Regions from separate parts of the Mus musculus genome. Here region 1 is linked to region 2. Evidence: chromatin contacts called from public promoter capture Hi-C data. All regions are on one chromosome and are shown on one strand. The core of a region is the stretch at or near the end of the contact, and the rest is flanking DNA. Distances in the headings are between cores, read along the strand shown.

The links. Promoter capture Hi-C pulls out the DNA fragments that hold promoters and counts their contacts.
Region 1: a promoter capture Hi-C map of second pharyngeal arch cranial neural crest shows a contact between it and region 2. The contact joins the promoter of Alkbh6 here to the promoter of Dyrk1b in region 2. A contact is called at or near these places in 3 of 39 promoter capture datasets (cranial neural crest, liver and second pharyngeal arch cranial neural crest), 1 of 115 datasets of contacts at active chromatin or transcription factors (embryonic forebrain) and 1 of 9 other capture datasets (adipose tissue).

Annotation. Positions count from the first base shown.
Region 1 is chr7:30,306,133-30,312,435 of GRCm38.p6, reverse strand. It overlaps Alkbh6 (alkB homolog 6), which reads right to left and starts at 3,683. Exons shown (of 7, transcript NM_198027.3): 1 at 3,602-3,683; 2 at 2,877-2,955; 3 at 2,382-2,450; 4 at 536-596; 5 at 48-199. The coding sequence starts at 2,930. It overlaps Clip3 (CAP-GLY domain containing linker protein 3), which reads right to left. Exons shown (of 14, transcript NM_001360763.1): 14 at 4,069-5,630. The coding sequence ends at 5,576.
Region 2 is chr7:28,176,572-28,182,805 of GRCm38.p6, reverse strand. Dyrk1b (dual-specificity tyrosine-(Y)-phosphorylation regulated kinase 1b) reads right to left here and starts at 2,490. Exons shown (of 11, transcript NM_001271370.1): 1 at 2,380-2,490; 2 at 1,134-1,297; 3 at 326-445; 4 at 39-227. The coding sequence starts at 2,458. It overlaps Fbl (fibrillarin), which reads right to left. Exons shown (of 9, transcript NM_007991.3): 6 at 5,531-5,663; 7 at 4,489-4,601; 8 at 3,763-3,908; 9 at 3,537-3,675. The coding sequence ends at 3,651.

The sequences.
Region 1 (6,303 bases), core at 2,434-4,933, 2.1 Mb before region 2:
GGGGGAGGTACTTAGCAGGGGAACTTGGGATGAGGATGTGCGGTTACCATGATGCCCTCCCCAGGCAGATACTGGTTCACAAGGACATGGTTAGCTGGGAGACCCCCAAAAAGGCTGAGGTCAGACACTTTGTCCACGTAGCGTTGAAGCCATGGAGGGAGTCGCTCAGGGACCATCCCCCGAGGATGCGGGAGCCCACCTGCAGAGTGCAATGGAGGTTTGAAGGGATTCATTCAGAGTCTTGGAATCTGGTACCCCCATTAAAGATATTCCAGTTGGTTGGAAGCATCTCTACCCACTGAGTTTTGGAGATTGCCTCTGGATCTTTCTGGAGTTTCCTTCAAAGCACTTGGCTCTTAGAGATACTCCCAACCAACTAATAGATGCCTAAATCCCTCAAGACCATCACCAACCTCTGAATCCTCCTTGCTCTGGGACCCCTGAGCCTTGGTGATAGCCTCATATGTTTTGAAACCATTGAACCTGAGTTCTTCTCGTCTTTGCCCAATCATATTCTCTAGCTAGGAACACTTACCCCAGTTCTGAAGCTTCCTCCCAGACAGCTGGGTCCACTTTGGCTTTGGGGCATTGAAAACCTAGGAGGCAAGGAATGGGGTTTTCAGGACTTTCCTGCCCATGCCAACACGAGGGCCTTTATGTGGAGTGAAAATGGGCTACCTAGAGCTTGTCTGGGGGTTCAAGTTGGGGAGAGCAGCTATTCATATCATCTTGACCGAAAGATGGTCCTCCTCTATCCAGGCAGGTTGTTTTATCAAGAGTTTAGCTTTGAGAAGGAGACTCATGATGGTGTGGGGAAGCACGGGGACACTTGCCAAGCCAGACAGATCAGTTGATTCAACTTTGGTAATCAATGGGGTAACAGATGTTCTATCCAGATTGCACCCACAGCTGCAAATGGGAATTTACTCTTGGTGTAGTATAGGCCCAGATTTGGGGGGAGTGGGGAAAGAGTATCATGTATCCAAGACTGCTCTCAAAATCTCCACAAAACTGAGAATGGCTGTGGATGCCTGAGTCTCCTGCATCCTCCCTCCCAGAGCTGGCACTGCAGACATGAGCCACCACACCCAACCTGAGATGTCTCAACACAGGGAAAATGAGCTCTGATCCTTTGTTCCCAAGGCTCTGGGGTTGCACTGGGCTATTCCTGTCAATGACACCTTGTTTTAGAGGTTAGACTGGACTATCTCAGTGCAGGGAATTTGAACTTTATAAGTGTGCCCTTAGGCTGGTGGAGGTGTGTCATGATGGTACAGTGTGTGCCTAGCTGTACGCCACAGCAAGAACACACACACACATACATGCACACATATGCACATGCACCAACCCACACACACGTGTATGCACAAGCACACACACACACATTTTAGTTTTCCTAAGCCTCTAAGGAACCTCTTTCTTGTTTATTTTGTTTGCTTTGTTTCAAACCAGACCTCATGATACAGAGCTAGAGAGCTGGCTCAGTGGTTTAAAGCACTTGCGGCTCTTGCCCAAGGACCCAGGTTCACTTCCTAGCACCCACGTGGCCGCTCACGCCCATCTGTAACTCCAGTTTCAGGAGAGAGGCAACACCCTCTTCTAGCCTTCTTAGACACTGTACAGAGGTAGTGCACAGACATACCTGCCAACAAAACAAACACACACTCATGAAATTAAAAAAAAAAATCTAAAAAACCAAAAGGCCTCAAATTGGGATCCTCCTGCCTCAGCCTCCGTAGCCAGGATTGCAAGTGTGTGCGCCTCTACACTTGGCTAAGAAAGCTCTTTCAGACAGAGCTAGAAATGTCAGAAAGAGGAATGAGGAGTATGGGAGTGTGCAAAGGTACTCTCCTTGCCAGGGGTTTCCCAGTTCCAGGGTTCTCATACAGGGGCTGAGTGTCGGGAAGGAATTATGAGAAGACAAGAAAGGCAGGGGAGGGGGTCCTGTTCCAGCCCCATAGGAGAGCAGCAGCCATGGCCCTGGGTCTCAACAAGGGCTGCAAGGTGACAGAATAACATCAGCAAGCCGAGGCACAGCCAGTGCCATGGCCCCTCACCGAGTACACCAAGGTCACGTGAGACATGACCCGGGAGGTGTGTAGCTCCGTGCCCACTGAGCAGCGTGCCATGGGGCTGCTCAAGGTCTCCAAGGACAAGTGGGCACTCAGGTTCATCAAGAAGAGGGTGGGCACGAACACCCATGCGAAGGGGAAGTAGGAAGAGGTGAGCAACGTGCTGGCAGCCATGAGGAAAGCAGCAGCCAAGAAGGACGGATGACCCCTCCCCCAATAAACGTTTATGTTTATGTCATGTGACCACAGAAACAAACACACATACACAAACACACACGCTAAAAATGAGCGAGAGAGAGAAAGAGGTACCTGTCGAAGCAAATATTCCTCTTCTTCCTTGGAGATGAAGTCAGGGACATAGTAGATTAGAGGTGGCGCCTATAAAATTAAGAACTACCGTTGGGACAGTGGTTCTCAACCTGTGGGTCGCGACCCCCTGCTGACCATCACGAAGTACAGACCTTTACATTATGATTCATAAAATAGTTATGAAGTAGCAACAAAGATAATTTTATAGTGGAGGGGAGAATCACCACAACATGAGGAACTATATTAAAGGGTCCCAGCGCTAGCAAGGTTAAGAACAGCTTTGCCCAACACAGGGATCCTATCGTGACTGGGCAACCTTTCCCTTTGGAGAGAGACTTGGGATGGCCTATGAAACTGCATATTGGAAGTGGGGCAGCCGGCTATACTCTGAGGAGAGCTGGGGCAGTCCAACCAAGAGACCCAGGAATGAGTCTGTCACTCCACCCACCTCACACCCATCGTTCCCACATTCCTCTACACCCCAGCCTTTTCAACCTGTTCCACCCTGAAAGGTTCCAGTGCTGGGACCCTGGCGTCCTGCTCCTCCATGGATACCAACTCCTTGTGCGCCGTCCTGTGGGGAGGAGGAAGTCACTAAGCCTCCTATCTTCAAGCTGTGACCAGCCTTCCTTCCAGCCCATTAGGGGCCAGACCCTACCCTCAGACTTCCTATAAACTCCAATCTTCAACGCTGGAGTCTTCAGTTTCTCAAAGCCACCCGAAGATCACTCCCCGTCCCGCGACCCCCATTTCCCAGCCCGGATATCAGCAGTCAGTAAAATCCTCCATCGCTCTGTCCACCGTTGCCCACCAAAGTATACGTGAATCTTCTTCCCAAGCATCACAGAGAACGCGCCCACACATGAAGCCTCTCTCGAATGCAATCGTAAGCACAGGTCCCTCCGAGCCTAAAGACCCTCCCTCCTCTCACCTCGGCTCCTTCACATCTCCCATTCTGAGCTTTCTCAGACTTGTCCACTCCCAGCTTCCTCTTATCTCCCCACTCAGAACCCACTTCAGCACCCTCAGATCTGAGCCAGATTGCCAAAGTTTCTTCCCCTGTAGAACCTCTCAGACCCTGAGTGTCAGGATTCCACACTGAGCCCCCTAGAGCTCTCACCCTGAGTCGCCTTAGACCTCCACATTCAGTCCTTTGGACACTCACTCCTACCGCTCCCCCCGTCCCCAAGACTCCCCTCTCTCCCCAAAATAAATCTGACCGTCTACAGCGTCTTCTCGGATATCCAGACTCAACGCGCGCATCCTCGCACGCCCCCCCTGCCACTTCCGCCAAGCATTACTGACGCAGGAAGGTTTAGACCACTGGGCATACTCAGAGAACCTAAGGGCCCGCCCTCCAGCCTATCCACGCTCTCACTCAGCATCCGCCATCCTCGCTCAGGCATAGGTTGTGTCCTAAACTCAGGCGGGACTTCGCCTGGTTCCTACCAATCAGTACTCCAGAACCTAACAGACCTGCGTGTCCTTGTGGACTCAGTTGAGACCCACAGCGAGGGCGACTGCAGGAAAGGAGCGTGAAGGGCTTAGCCTTCTGCAGGTCAAGTTGTAAGTCCTATGTCACTGACACAGGGACAGGACATTAAACAAACAAACAAACCTTCTGCCATTCTTACCCAGCAAGGGCACAGGGTCAATGCAGTAACCCCCCAGTGACCTGACACAAGAAGGCCATAGAAACGTCTTTATTGAAGAGGACAGGAGTCATGCTGATTTTAGGGACATGCAGTGAAGGGGCAGTCGTGAGCTGTCCTTGGTGGTCAGGGCCCCAGGTCTGCTCTGGACCTATGGGGCCCTCAGGTTCTCCCGCAGGCTGTTGGTCTGGCCCAGGAGCTGTGAAGTCCTTTGGGGCCAATGACTCAGATTTAGTGTCTTGGACCTGTGACCGGAAGGTAGATTGAAGTAGGGACTCCATGACTTGGGGTCCTGTTAGAGCCCTGGGGCCCTGCACATATTAGTAATCAGAGATTTGGGACTTGGGGGTTCCCTTGAAGCTGGGGCCCATGGAATTTGGAGGTTGAGAGATTAGATGATCCATGGACTAAGAGTATTAGAGTCCTCTATCCTTGTTCCAAAGATGGGACTTCCTGTTTGGGGTCTCCTGGTGCCTGGGAGTCAGGTTTGAGATGCCCTGAGAGCCTGGCAACAGGGTCCTTCCTCCCAGTCCTTAGGACCTTGTAGTTGGGGTTTCCTGAGGGCTTGGGATTGGGGTCTTAAGTTTGGGATTCCCTGGGGATTTGAAGATTCTGTTACTTGGGTAGGGAAGTCCTGGGAATTAGAAATTTGGGGTCTTCTAGAGATCGTGGGGCTTGGAGGGATGGGAAATTTGGGGACATATATAATATATATTCTCTCTGGAATTTGAACTCCCCAGAGTTCTAGAATGGGGCCTCCAAATTTGGGGATTTCCCCCCAAAGGGGGGAAGTTATCACTTTAAAAAATAGAGAATTTTCTGGGAGCCTTGGCCAGCACAGGGACTGTGGGCCATGTGGGGTGGGCTTCATACAAGGCACTGGGGGTTTCTCAGGGTACAGAGGGCAGGAAGACTTGCTGTCCTGTAATTCATGCTTCCAGGACGGTTTTGGTGTTTGTAAATTGGGGTGAGTGGGCCGACTAAGTGGGTGTCTTGTTCAGGGGTGAGAACAGGGACTTAAGTGAATGGGGGGCATCTCTGATAAGGAGAGTAGAATATAAGGGCTTTCTGGTGACCTTGGGGTCACAACATTTTGAGGAGACTGATGTTAAATGGGGACAGTGATGTGGCTGGCTATTCTGGAAGTATGACCTATGCTTAAGGAGAACCAGGGTGGGGGGTCTTCATTCATGGGACTCTAATTCACTGGTAACTCAAGAACGTCCTGTTGTGGAGAGGGTCAGCATCCCTTGGGTGAAGTGGAAAATGTTTATTGGGGGGAATCTGCTCTGAGGAGTAGGGGACAGGGACTAGCCTGAAGGTGCTACTCAGGGAATCTCTTTTGGGAAACATGAGGTCTGTATTTAGGGAGTCGTCGTGGTGGGAGATCTGTTAATAATGGGACCTCAGTAATCGAGGGCTGGCTAACGGGGTTTCTATTCTGAAGTCACTGGGAATCTCTATCTTGGGATGGCTGGGGGGGCTCCTTGTGTTAGGAGATGCTAGAGGGGACTCTGTCTCTGTGTTAGGTATCCAGGGCCTCTAAGACTGCATCTCTGCCCTCAGCATCCAAGGAAACCAGCAGCAGAAGAGTAACCTAGAAGAGGAAGAAGAACAGTCAGGTGGGGTGTAGGTGTGGGCATCTGGCTCCCTCACTTCACCTCTGTGCCTGGCGTTCTTCCTCTGGCTGTGCCTGTGTACGCTTGGACGGTGTGTGCGTGCGTGTGTGTGTGTGTGCGCGCACGCGTGTGTGTGTGTGTGTGTGTGTGTGCACGCGTGCGTGCACGTGCACATGTTGGGGGAGGGAGGTTTCTGCTTCCTCAGCTGAAGTCTCCAGAAGCCAGGCAAGCCTTGCTTTCTAAAGATGCTCTCTCCCCTCCTTTCCTCCTTTGCTGTTTTTGCACGGCAGGGTCTCCTCGCTATATACTCCAAGCTGTTCTCAGGCTGGGGACAATCCTTCTGCCTCAGCCTCCCTATGCTGCATGAGCCACTGTACAAGACAAGAATGGCATACTCTGTCTGTCTGGTCTTTGGTTTGTTTTGGCTTGTTTTTCCAAGACAAGGTTTCTTTGTGTAGCTTGGGCTGTCTTAGAACTTGCTCTGTAGACTAGGCTGGCTCTGCCCCCTAGTGCTGGAACTAAAAGTGTGCACCATCTCTGCCTGGCTTTTTGGGTTTGGGTTTGGGTTTGGTTTTTTGTTTGTTTGTTTTTGTTTTCTTGGGCAAGCTTCTCTCCGTGTCTCTCTGTGTCTCCCTGTGTCCTGGAACTCAT
Region 2 (6,234 bases), core at 1,241-3,740:
TCTGCATCCAGATACTGGATGAGTGGGGAGTCCCACACCTGGCCAAAGGAGCCTTTGCCAATAAGAGAGTCAATCTCATAGCGCTCTAGCCAGCGCTCGCCACTGCGCACAATGTAGTCGTGGTTGTCGTCATCATAACCGTGGTTCAGGACCTTCTTCTCCTTTTTGGTGCTCGAGTCCTGGGGTGGCGCCTGTTGGGCCCGCCGCTTCTTCTTCGCATAGTATACCTGCTCAGGCAGCCAGGAAACCGGACCCTTAAGTGACCCGGGCAAGAAGCCAGGACCCTTTGCAACACCCAACCAGGGAAGTCCATTCCCCGCTTTACCTCATTGATGTGCTTGTAGGTCTTGATGAGGTCCACCGAGAGCTTGCGCAGCGGGGCTGAGGCCGCATCCCGGAAGGCCAGGGGCAGTCTCCGGGGCAGGAGCCGCACATCAGGTAGTACCTGTGGTAGAGCGGAGCAGATGCTGAGCACAAGCCTTCACCTCAACTTCCAGGGAGAGAATGGGAAAGCTGACGACTCACTGACCATGCCTACATTTCTCTAGCTCCGATCCCACCTGTAGAGCACAAGCACACTGTGTGGGCTCCCCATTCATCTGTTCATTATGTGAAATGAGTGATTTACCTCTGGCCTTCCATTCTGCCCCAGGTCAGCTCTTTTGCTCCATATCTGGGTGTTTACCCCTGAATCTTTGCACCTGAGACCACCATTATGGGGAACCATGCCAATGAATTCCCTGTATCCATGTCCTCACTCTCAAGTGAGTGTTTCTGCCCAGTTACAAAGCTCCTGGACTGGGTTAGTCTCCCTGGTCTCAGCTTATTCTCATTTCCACCCCCCTCGACATCTCTCTCATGCCCCTTACTCCAGACCTCGTTCTTGTTGTGAACCTTCAGACCTGTGTTCCTGTCTGCTCTGTGCCAGTGACAGTTCTGACCCAAGACACACATTACACTTCAAAACCATGCTGTGAGAGGGCAGGCCACGGAGAAGCTCAAGGATTCCGTCCTCAGCAGGAATGAGGGTGGACTGTGAGGCCTCCAAAGTCCCCAGAGATCCTCCAACAATCATGCTCTTGTCTGGAGACCCTTCAATCCTCAGGCAGGTGAGAAGCCAGCTGAATGCCTACCTGTGTGTGTTCCTGGGGCCCCGGAAAGCCAGAGAAAGGACCATGGCCTGGTGGGACGGCCATGGTGGGCTCAGAGGGCCGCAGGGGCGTGAGGCCTGGAGCGGGAGCCCGGCCGGGGGGCGCCTTCTCGCATCCTGCACCTCGGCTGCCACCGCCGCTGAGACCTGAGAGCAGGTAGGAAGTGGGAAGACAACATGGAACAAGAAGGCATGTAGGTCAGGGTCAGTCAGAAGAGGTGGGTATGAGTTAGGGGCAGGACCAGGGGGAGACAGGGGACAGGGCAGAGCACCAGCACCAGGTAGCCATGTACAAACAGAAAGGGTAGCAAGTGGGTTAGCACAGCGTGTCTCTCAACAAATGAGGAGCCAAAAAAAATGAATGAAGCATCACATCCAGAGATGTAAAAGGGAGCCATCAGAGCCAGACAGGGGTGGGAGAGGGTGGGTACAAGGCCAGGGCAGGAGGGATAGAAAGAGGCCAGGAATTAGGAGAGCAAAAGAAGGCAGAAACCGTGTAGAGTCTGGGCAGTAGAACTCAGTCCTTCAAAATTTTACTGGTGGCCAGCCTGAGTCCCTCAGATAAGGCCCCGCCCTCACACCGTCTTCCCTCAACACCAAGGGCCCAATTTCAAGCCCAGTCTACCCACTAGTTTCTTTCTATTCTAAAGAACATAGCAGTCCTTATGGACCTCCCAGCAAACCCAAGGTTATCTGAGAACTCCTTTACATGCAAGCTATAGATGTTTCAACCACCTCGGCACTTTCCCCTGGGACCGACTCCATACTCCAAGACCGCTCCCTGCTCCCTATATGAGGTCTCTGGAACCAGAGATCCTTCTTTTAAGCAGTCTATATTTATCCCACTAGGATTCCCCCATTACTCCAAGACCCCTACTCCTCAGGAAAACAAGGGAGAGGTGTCATTTTTCAACATCTAAGAGTCACGGTCTTTTTCTTCTTTACCCTGAGGTCCTTGCTAGCTCCTCTATTTCTACGCTGGGTCATTCCACAATTGAGCCTATTCCTAGAAGGGCCTGACAGCCAAATCCCTAAATATCGCACAAGACTTCACTCACTAAAAGTGTCCTTCGGAACAAAATCCCCTTCTTAGGAGCCTCCCCCTTGTCAGATCCCCTTCTATGCTATGTCTTGCCACTCCAGGTCCCCTTTATTGGGGCTTCACAGATAAACAACCTCTTCCCGAGCCCTCCCACACTAGGACCAGCTCTTACAGCTCCCACCCCTACCCGGGTCAGGGATGGCGCTGGGCCCACGGGGGGCTGGAGCGCGATGGGGACCCCAGTGCGGTGGGCGAGCGGCCAGCATGGCGGCGGTGGTGGTGGCGGCGGCGATGAGGAGGTGGCCGCCTGTCCCCGGCCCGGCTAGCCTAGCCAGCCCCGCGGCGGTGAGGGCAAGCGGGACAGGCGGCCCGGTGGGTGACAACAGCAGCCGCCGCCACTGCCACCGAGGGGGAGGGGCGGGGAAAGGAGGGGACGAGGGTCAGACCAGGGCACGCGGGGGAAGGGGACAGCAGGTGGACGGGGGAGGGGCGGGTTAACCCTCGCCCTACGGCCCAGCCCCGCCCCGCGTGGCCACCCGCCCCCAGGGACCCTGGCGTCCCGCCCCCCACCCGGCAGGCCCGCCCCGGCCAGTGGAGTCCCGGCGGGCGGGGCCCAAGAGAGCCCGGCAGGCCGCACCTCCCATGGCAACAACCGCGCCATTGGTTGTTGCTGCCAAGAGCTTAACCAATTAGCACTCAGGGCAGCTGTTGCTAGGCGACAGCGAAGCGGCCAGCGCAGCCGAGCCCAAACAAAGGGCGGGAGTGGGGCCTGGCTGCCCCCTCCCCGACTCCCTCTCAGGACGGCTCCCTCGGGCTCAGCCTCTTCCAGGAATCCAGCTATGAAGAGCCGGACTCCGCTGCAACGGCCCAAAGCCCCCTCCTTTCCCTTGCTAAATCTCGCGGGGACGGGCAGGGCGGTTCCCGGCCTGCCCCCCACCCAAGCGTGCCGCCCCGCCCGTCGCAGCACCCTTACCTGAGGGCGTGGGTAAGGGGATTCAAACTGCTCGGGGAGCCCGAGCTCAGACCTGCCCACTGGCTGAGGGTGTCCGGTGGACGCGGCGAGCCAGGGCCCCGATTACCCAGTAATGCAACCAGCAAAATGGCGACCACAACAAACCGGCCCCCCTGCCCCGGCTCCGCCCCCACATCATTCACGTGACCTAGCGGAGCACAGTGCGCCTGCGCCTTAAGGGTGCTGAGCCGCGCACGTGCGGAGCAGCCACCAATGGAGCATGCACCATGTGACCGGATGAAACTTTCCAGGCACCACCCCCCGAAGCACACAAAGTTGATCAAGGGCGCATGCGTCTCGAGGCCACTTAGCAATAGGCACCAGACAGGGGAGACAGATGAGTCTTTTAATAGAAAAACAAAACAACTCCCCCGCCCCCAAAAAATCACAAGCCACACGTGCAACAGTAACAACACACATCTCTTCAATCCAGACAGCTCTGAGTTTCAGTTCTTCACCTTGGGAGGTGGCCTGTGAGGAAATCAGAGGGGGTCGAGTTGTAACCACTTTTGGCTTCTCAGGGCCACAGGTAAGGGAGAGGTCTGTTGTGACACTCACCTGTACACACCGACAACCACGGCGTGGTCTCGCTCATAAGGCTCTAGCGTCAGCTGCTCCTGCGGCTTCATGTTCTCCTGCTGCATCTTCTTCACTTCAGATGCAAACACAGCCTCTGCTGACGCAGTGGAGTCAATGCAGTTGGCCTAGAAAGGAGTCAGGACTAAGTTACAGATTTGGAGACCCAGGCTTTCCCAATTTTCTAACTTCATTAAAGAAGTTTTAATTTGGCTCACATTGGAAACAGGTTATTTCATTTATCTAAGGCAGTGTTTAAGGTCAGGAATTTTCTTCCATATCCTGGAAGCCCAGCTGGCAAAAACAGAACAAATGTAGCAATAGCAGCCTGGTCTACAGAGTTGAGTTCCAGGACAGCCAGGGCTATACAGAGAAAACTCTGTCTTGAAAAAACAAAAACAAAACAAAACAAAAAAAAAACCCAAAAACAAGTGTAGCAATAGGTTGGCCAGTTTTGAACATGGTGAGGATGCGCGAGAGTTTTCCCTATTTAAAATTAAAATGTTTTGAAAAATGTACCTGCTGCAGTTAATATTGTACCCCACAATCTGCTCCAAATGCTTAGCAGCTATCAGTCTTTATTTCAGCCATAAGGAGGACTAATAAACAAGTCAGATAGGCTAAGGCGCCATAACCTGCTCAGCCACAGAGACAAAGCACCCACACCACACTCTAGGGTTACTCAACCTTACATGGCAAGACCCATACCTTAATGGAAATCACAAAGTGTCCTCCATTCCGCAGGAAGGTGTGGGCGTTCAGGGCCACAATTCGGGTTTGGTCTGGCTGGGCCACATCGGCAAAGATGACATCCACCATTGCTAAGGAAAAAAGGGACAGCGGTTACTACAAACAAGGCAGCAGAGAGCTCCCCAGAGCCTCCCAACAGGGCCTGTGCTCCTTCACCACCAGGTTCCTGGGACTCTCTTGCCTCCAGTCTTACCCCCCACCACACAGCCTCCCTCCAAAGCACCCCAAAGGTGGATCCAGAACACGAAAGTCACATCACTCATCCACTCCTGTTGTAAACCAATGGTTGCCACCTACTCTGTGGCCAGCCCTGGGCTGGGCGTGGGGGACACAGAGACGAGTCAGACCCGGACCCTGCCCTCGAGATCCTCCCGGGTCTGGGGGGAGACAGACATGTCATCAAAAAGACAAGTAAATGTGAGCAGTTAAAGACGAGTCGTGGGCAGGGCTGTCAGATGACAAGGACCAGAGGTGCACTGAGAAAATGCACAGGAAAAAAACCAAAAACAAAGCCAAACCCCATAAAAAACCAAACCAAACAACCAAAACCCCATAAAAACCAAACCAAACCAAACCAAACAGTGCAATGGAAAGGTAATGCTTTAAGGTAGCGTGACTTAAAACTACAACAAAGAGTGTGATGGAGTGAAAACGCCCTTTAAGGATTTGGAAAAGCAATGACAAGTACCGAGTACCTCTGGGAGAACTCACACCCTCTCTACTTTTATACTAGACCTTAGAGGTGTTTTTAAAAAACAAAGCCATTGGGTTATACTTGCTGTGGTCAGGGCTGGAATCTCATCAGACAATGGCTTTAAAACACAAACCAGGGCAGTGTAAAAAAGGCGCCAAGTGTTAGAGGGGAACAAAACTGATCCTGGACACAATCTCCACCTGCAGGTCCTCACACTGCCGCAGTGAAGAGGCCTGCTCGCCACTCTAACTCCACCTAAGTCAGGCTCCATCAGCATCCTCCCCGGGGCCACTCCCGGGCCCTCACCGATAAGCATGCGGTATTTGTGTGGGTGTCGAGCATCTTCAATTACAGGAATAATGTTAGTCCTCTTCTTGGCCAAGTTGATGAGGTCACGGCCAGAGCGGTGGGAGAACTCAACTGCGTAGACCAGACCATCCTAAAATTAAGCAAACATCTGTGAGCACACACTGGTGCTCCAGCACAGTTGCTAACACCGTGCTTGCGCCCCTCCTGTAGCAGGTTCTCATACCAGCAATCAAAACCCTGCTTTGAAATAACTATCATTATGTCTATAGCCCAGATGAATAAATGGTCCCAGAGACAAGTCATGAGCCACGGTTATTCATAAGCAGCAAAGCTTTAAGATCCCAATTTATCTGACCCACAAGCCCAGGCTCCCAACACAGGTAAAAATCCCGCATCCAGGGTAGTTAGAGACAAAGGAACAGAGCTCATGGCATTTGCAATGGACCAGTACTTGAAATATGGGATCCTATACTGCCACAAAGAACATAAGCTCACTGTAACTCAGTGTTAGCACACCTGCCTAGCCTTTCAAGAAGCCCTAGGCCCAACACCCAATACTGGATGGGGCTAGGGCAAAAAACTACATTTGGGGGACATTGTTTTGTCTGTGTGGAAGCCAGAGGACAGTGTGAAGCGACAATCCTTCAGGAACTCTACCCATCCTTTTTTCTTTTTCCTTGAGACAGGGTTTTTGTGTAGCT